Linked DNA regions of Mus musculus: region 1 is linked to region 2. Evidence: chromatin contacts called from public Hi-C data. All regions are on one chromosome and are shown on one strand. The core of a region is the stretch at or near the end of the contact, and the rest is flanking DNA. Distances in the headings are between cores, read along the strand shown.

The links. Hi-C and Micro-C count contacts between places; a contact is called where the count stands out from the background.
Region 1: a Hi-C map of bone marrow-derived macrophages shows a contact between it and region 2, with 14 read pairs. The contact joins two enhancer-like sites. A contact is called at or near these places in 1 of 15 datasets of contacts at CTCF or cohesin (large pre-B cells), 2 of 484 Hi-C or Micro-C datasets (bone marrow-derived macrophages and nephron progenitors) and 2 of 115 datasets of contacts at active chromatin or transcription factors (astrocytes and fibro-adipogenic progenitors).

What each region holds. Positions count from the first base shown.
Region 1 is chr12:79,709,785-79,713,141 of GRCm38.p6, forward strand. The region is part of intron 8 of Rad51b (RAD51 paralog B); the gene reads left to right. Among named protein-coding and RNA genes, the nearest start is that of Gm36048, 87 kb to the right of the region's middle. Within about 2 kb of position 1,472, at least 5 of the 459 cell types and tissues checked have an H3K27ac peak or open chromatin away from gene starts, as enhancers often do. A contact at or near this core is called in bone marrow-derived macrophages, where this site is marked.
Region 2 is chr12:79,357,331-79,360,577 of GRCm38.p6, forward strand. All of the region lies in intron 7 of Rad51b (RAD51 paralog B), which reads left to right. Among named protein-coding and RNA genes, the nearest start is that of Rad51b, 62 kb to the left of the region's middle. Within about 2 kb of position 1,676, at least 27 of the 459 cell types and tissues checked have an H3K27ac peak or open chromatin away from gene starts, as enhancers often do. A contact at or near this core is called in bone marrow-derived macrophages, where this site is marked.

The sequences.
Region 1 (3,357 bases), core at 222-2,721, 350 kb after region 2:
ATCCATGAGAAGAGATAAAGTAAATAGCAACTGAACTCCTGACAGAATTAGTTAATGGAGGAGCCCCAGGTCTCTGGGGCCTGTACTTAAATAGTATATAAATACTATATAAAGCTCCTGTGAGGATAATACAGTGCACACACACACACACACACACACACACACACACACACACACACACACTCGTGCATTCGTGCATGTGCATGTTCCTCCCCTATCACCATTTCCACAAAACAAACTAAATAAATAAATAAATAAATAAATAAATAAATAAATAAATAAAGCTAAAGCAGTGCAGAACTTTCCTGACCATGAGATTACAAAAAGCAATATTAGGAACATGAACTATATCATAATCTCAAAAAGGAGAAAAAAAGGGGGGGGGGGAGCTATGGTTTTTACTGCTTATGGTGTTATACGTAGATGATGTCCTATTATAAGAATTTACATATCACTTAAGTCTGAGTCCAGCCTGGCCTGCATAGAAAGCTCCTGCTTTAGATAAAATGGAAAAAGAAGAGACTAGCTCACCACGTGTGCTTCTGGCTCTTAAACAAGGATTCTGGTAAAATGAACTTTTTTTTTTTAGATGTAAGTAATTACATTTAAAGATGTAAGTAATTTTATTATATGTAAGTACACTGTAGCTGTCTTCAGACACTCCAGAAGAGGGCATCAGATCTTGTTATGGATGGTTGTGAGCCACCATGTGGTTGCTGGGATTTGAACTCAGGACCTTCGGAAGAGCAGTCGGTGCTCTTAGCCTCTGAGCCATCTCTCCAGCCCCTAAATGAACTCTTGTGACTAAGATGGGACCACAATGGGCTTAGTGAAGAGCTTGTTGTCTGTGTTTTCCCTCCTTCCTCCCCTTTCAGGTACCCCTGCCCCTGTCCTTTCTTCCCTCTCCCTTCTCCCTTGTCCTCTATCTCCTGTCTTTGTCTCTTATTCTCTGCCCTTTGTCCCTCTGGGGCAAATAAATCTCCTTTGTGCTGAGAACTTAGTCTTCGGGATCCTTAGCCAATACCAATGTCTCACACAGAAGACCTAAGTCAGACCCATGTAGACTCCCTTGTTGGCAGTTCCATCTTTGTGAACACCTATGAACTTCTGTAGGTTTTCTTGTGGTGTCCTTGACCCCTCTGGCTCCAATACCACCACCCCCCCCATATTCTATAGGATTCCCCAAGCTCCGTCTAATGTTGGGTGTGGGTCTCTGCATCTGTTTCCATCAGTTGCTGACTGAAGTCTCTCTGATGACAACTGGGCAAATGTGATTTTTATATTCCTGAATTAGTTACATTTCTCATTGCTATGACAAAGTATCTGACCAAAAGCAACTTAAGAGAGGAAGAAATTATTTGGGACTTTTCATTAGGGGTCCAGTCCATCATAAAACAAAACTCATGGCAGTAGGAATGACTCATGACTGTGTCAGCAGGAGCATTAGACTGCAGGCTCATGACTTAGTGGGCCAGGAAGCAGACAGAAAGAGACCAGGGTTGGAAGTAGAGCTCACCATAACACAGCCCAACTCCCAGTGACCTACTTCCTCCAGCAAAGACTGATATCCTAAAGGTTCCATAACTTACAAAAGCAGCATCCCCATCAGGGACCAAGTGCTCAAAGACAAAGTAAGTCTCTAAGGGGGTTTCATATCCAAACCGTAACTTTCCACCTCTGGCCCCATACACTCTGGCCCGTGGCTATCTATCTCATAATGCAAAATGGATTCAGTCTAACCACAAAGATCTCCAACATCTTTCAGTAGCAACACTATTTAAATGTGTGAAGTCTCTTCTGAGACTGGAGACCATCTCTTAACTGAACTCCTGTTTATTTCCAACATGAAATGATACAGAGTAAAATAAACCTCCCCATTTCAAAGGAAGGAATTCGGGCATAGCAAGGGAAGAGCTGACCAAAGCAAGATTCAGCAGGGAAAACATTAAATCTTTCAGTTCCATGCCCAGTGTCTAGTGCTCATAGTGGATTCCTCTGGCCTTCAACAGGCCTGGGTAGCACCGCTCCTACAGTGTCTGAAGTACACTTTACCTCTCTTCGGCTGCTTCCTCAGGGTATCTATAGCTTTCCTAAGAGGACATTGCACTTCTCGGCATCTTCAGTGTTGTGGGGTGCCTTCACTGCCACTTGAGCTTCACCTGCACAGCCCACTCAGGGGATCCACACAGTGAACCCAACCCTGCCTGGCTTCAGAAGCTATCTGGAACCTCCTTGGCATAAACCTGCACAAGCTGTAACCCTTTTGTGTTGTATTTCTTCAAATCCAGAACTTGGTAGATATAGTCGTCTGGCCCCATTCACCACAGGTACAGCAACATCCATGTACCCGGGAGGCTGGACCTGGGAGAGAATTAGTTTGAGCAGCCTTCGTTGAAGCAGCTTATTGCTAATGTGTCACTGTGTTCAGACACCTTTCTCTCACTTGTCGGTGATCTCATTTTAAATAAAGGTTTTTCAATTATATTTGTATTGTGGACACCCTGGACCTTCTGGTGAGTGGAGTCTTCTGGGGTTCTGCACTCATGGCACCATTCCAGTAGTTCCAGAGCATAGAGTATAGTTTATGTCCCTCCTCTTCCTCCTCCTCCTCCTCCTCCTCCTCCTCCTCCACTGTGTGTGTGTGTCTCTCTCTCTTGTTTTTGTTTTTGTTTTGTTGAAGTGTCTGTGGCGGCCTGTGCTGTGTGAGTGCACATGCACGCCCAGAGCAGCAGACAGCGCCTGCTGTTGTTCCTCTGGGACAGTCTGCCTTGACTCTTGGTTTGCTTTGCTTTATTTTGACAGGGGGTCTCTCTCTGGCCTAGAGCTCATCAAGTGACTTAGACTGGCTGGCCAGTTAGCTCCGGGGATCTACCTGTTTCTGCGTCTTCAGGGTGGGGATTTATAAGAGTGTGCCATCAGGTCTGGCTTTGCTTTTTTAAATGAGGATTCTGAGGAAGAAAATTGTGCCTTTTACCTGCAAGCCAAACACTTCAGTGGTGGCCCCAGGCCCCTTTAGGTTTCTTCTTTATTGCAGTTTTCTCTTAAATGACTTTAGGAGCTCTTCCCACACCTGCCCTACCTGCGGTTTTAACTGAGTTCAGTCTTTTCCTCACCAAACCACACATTGATCTCAACTTGGTCTCTGCTTCTTGCTTTGTATTCTTACTGTAAACCCGACTTAAAGATGGGAACTGTAGCCATGCCATAGCCACAATGTGGCACCATATTAAAATGTCTCCTACCAAACAAGTTACTCCATTACGTGTGAGTCCAGCTTTATTCACATTTTCAGAACTTATGTAGAATGGAGTAAGTCTGTGTCCCCTGAAGGTGGATGGGCATCCTTCACTGCCCCCA
Region 2 (3,247 bases), core at 426-2,925:
AGTCATGGAACCTTTGTTTTAACTAAGCAAGGAGAAGATGGGGCTGGCTTCTTGGGCTCCCTCACCTCCGAGAGTTGGAATCCCTGGAGTGATTTTGGAAAACCACTGTAGAGAGTCAGGTGTTTAGAGGGCCAGAAAAGGACTTGTATACAGAACAGGAAGACTTCATTCCTTCCGTACTCTTCTGAGATTATTACAAAACAATTTAAAGTTTTGCATTTACCAATTGTATACTTTCTTTCAAAAGTCATAATAAGAGTCCTTCAAATGTTTTAATTTTGTGACACCTTTGTATTTTCACAGTTCTCTAAGTTTAAACACTTCAAATTGAAAAATCAGGAGAAGCTTTACCCAAAAGTAGAGGAATTCTTTTGTGAGTAATATTCTGACTGAATAGCCCAAGCCACCGCCCACCCCACACACCCCAATCTCCATGGATCTAAATGCAAGGCCTCAGACTGGTTCCGCCAGGTTCATTGGAGGCCACTTGTTAAAAACAAAGATTTCATATTGTAGGGCTGGTGATGTAGCTCAGTGATAGAGCTCTTGCCTAGCGTGCACTAGGTCAATGTTTGATCTCAGTATTGCAAAACCCGAAAGAAACAAAGAGACAAAACGACTTCTTGATTCTGACACACTGAATTAGAACCTTCAGGGTAGGGCCTAGGTATTTTAGTACATTCTCAGCACAAGAGAATAGTTTCTAAAAGTAGATGTAGACTATACTCCGACTCCTGACAAGGACACTGGAAAGGTGGAATGGTGCTAGAATGTGGGAAATGAATAAATAGCATCGTGTAGAGCTTGTTCTCTGAAGTTCTGGAGACCAGAGTGTGATTAGTGGGAATCCACTGACAGTAACACAAATATTGTGTGTAAAAATTTACTCTGAGTGTCTGGTCATTCACTAGCTCTGTGACTTGAACAAAATATTTAATAATTCCTCAGTAGCTTATTTTCTTTTTCTCTAATATAGAGATTTTTTGGATTTGATTCCTCAGCACTGCAAAGGCAAATCAATAACAATAGCAGCAGCAGCAGCAGCAACAACAAAGATCATTATTGCTGTTCCTTTAGCATACAAAGGAGCTATCTGGTCTCTACTGTGAATTTTTTTTTTTAATGGTCAGTTCTATTTAGTAAGGAGGGGGAAAGAAAAGCCTAAGAATATTATATAAATGTATATGCTGGGGGAAGAAGGGCTTCTTTCATTTCTTTGGAAGGAGATTTTCTTTTCTTTCTTGGATATTTTCTTTACTTACATTTCAAATGTTATCCCCTTTCCCGGTTCCCCTCCCCTCCCCCGCCCCCGGAAACCCCTTATCCCATCCTACCCCACCCCCCACCCCACTTCTATGAGGGTGTTCCTCCACCCGCCCACCCACCCACTCCCACCTCCCCACCTTCAGTTTCTCTACACTGGGGCATCTATCGAGCCTTCATAGGACCAAGGACCTCTCCTCCTATTGATGCATGACAAGGCCATCCTCTGCAACGTGTGCAGCTGGAGCCATGTGTACTCCTTGGTTGATGGCTTAGTCCCTGGGAGCTCTGGGGAAACTGGTTGGTTGATATTGTTGTTCTGGAAGAAGATTTTCAAGTGACAGTCTCAGTTTTCATTTCTGCAGTGCTCGCTGGTCAAAAGAGCTGTGATAGAGCAGACACAGTAGATGGCGCTGTAGGCTTATTTTTAAAAGAAGCTAGTGTAGGGGTAGGGGTGGAAGGAGAGATTAACGTGCATTGTGATAAGCCCCGCCCCTAGGACTTTGTATCCATGTAAGTGCCTTTAAGAAGTAAATTTTGGGGGGTAGAGCTAGAGTATAACTTCAGTAAAAATCAATGTCTTAGCTGCTCTATTTGTGTGAGTTTTGTCACTTGGAAATTATTACTTGTGCTTCAAGCTATAAAATGTAAAGGAGTTATTTTCTTTTAAGACATTTTCTTATGTATGAGGGTTCCCCCCTAATTGTCTTTGTATTTTAATATTTCCATTTCTTCCTAGTTTTTTCTGGCCCTTTTTTGTTATCTAATAAAAATATGGTTATGAAGTTAAATTGAATGACATCAATTATAATGTAGTCACATTTTTAAATTCAAGTTTTCACATTAAATACACATTCAAGTAGCATGGGTCACATTAAGGATAATTTAGTTTTAAATTTTATTTTATTTTATTATGTGAATGGGTGTTTTTCCTGCTTGTATGTGTATGCATTGTGTGTATGTTTGGTACCTGTGGAGGCCAGAGGAGGGTGCCAGATCCCTGGAACTAGAGTTACAGTGCGGGTCTGGGAATCAAATCCTAGATCCCCTAGAAGAGCAACCAGTGCTCTCAGTGACTGAGTCATCTTTCCAGCTCATATGTGTGTGTGTACATATGTGTGTATATGTATGTACGTGTGTGTTTGTGATCTTCTATGTTTTATGTGGTAGAACTTGTTTAATCTTTGTAATAACTATGAGAACTGTTATCCCCCTTTCTCGATAAATTGTCTCAGATGCTTAGTAGATTGCTAAGTTCTCATACTGAGTCTGAACTGCAGCTACTGTAGGAATTTCATCTGTGGATTGAAGTTACAGATTTTGAGCACATACTGTGTGCCAGGCATGCTGTATGCCAGGCAAACAACAGCGGTCAAAACTAACATGGGTGTTACCATTAAAGACCTTAAAATTATTAAATGTTCAACAGAGTTTTTTGGATGCCCGATGCCTTGATGTCGGTAAAAAGAAAACCCCAGGGAAATGGTCAGTAAAGTGCTTGCTGTGTAGTCCTAAGGATCCTAATGATACCTGCAGCACTCACAGGACAAGGTGGGTGTAGTAACCTGCGATCATAATCTCAGCTCGGGGGAGACTGAGACAGGGAAGTTCATGGGCATTGCTGGCCAGCTAGCCTAGCCACATTTATTAGGTCTGGGCCAAATGAGAGACCTTTGTCTTAAAAACCAAAGTGGATCACCCGAGGGATGTCTGAGATTGACCTATGGCCTCTACATACATGCATGTATAATCACAAGAGAGGGAGATAGATAGACAGAGAAGATGTGCTTCAGTCACTATCTCCTGGGTAGGCCAAGGAACTGAAAGTTCTTCAAAGAGAAAGATAGAATCATATTTACCTTAGACACATTAATATATTAATATTTTTGGATATATGTCTTTTATCCAAGGGGAAAACAAGACTTTCATGCTTTGCTCCTTCAACAGTTGAATTATGACTTTCTCCCTGACCGTTGAAGTATGA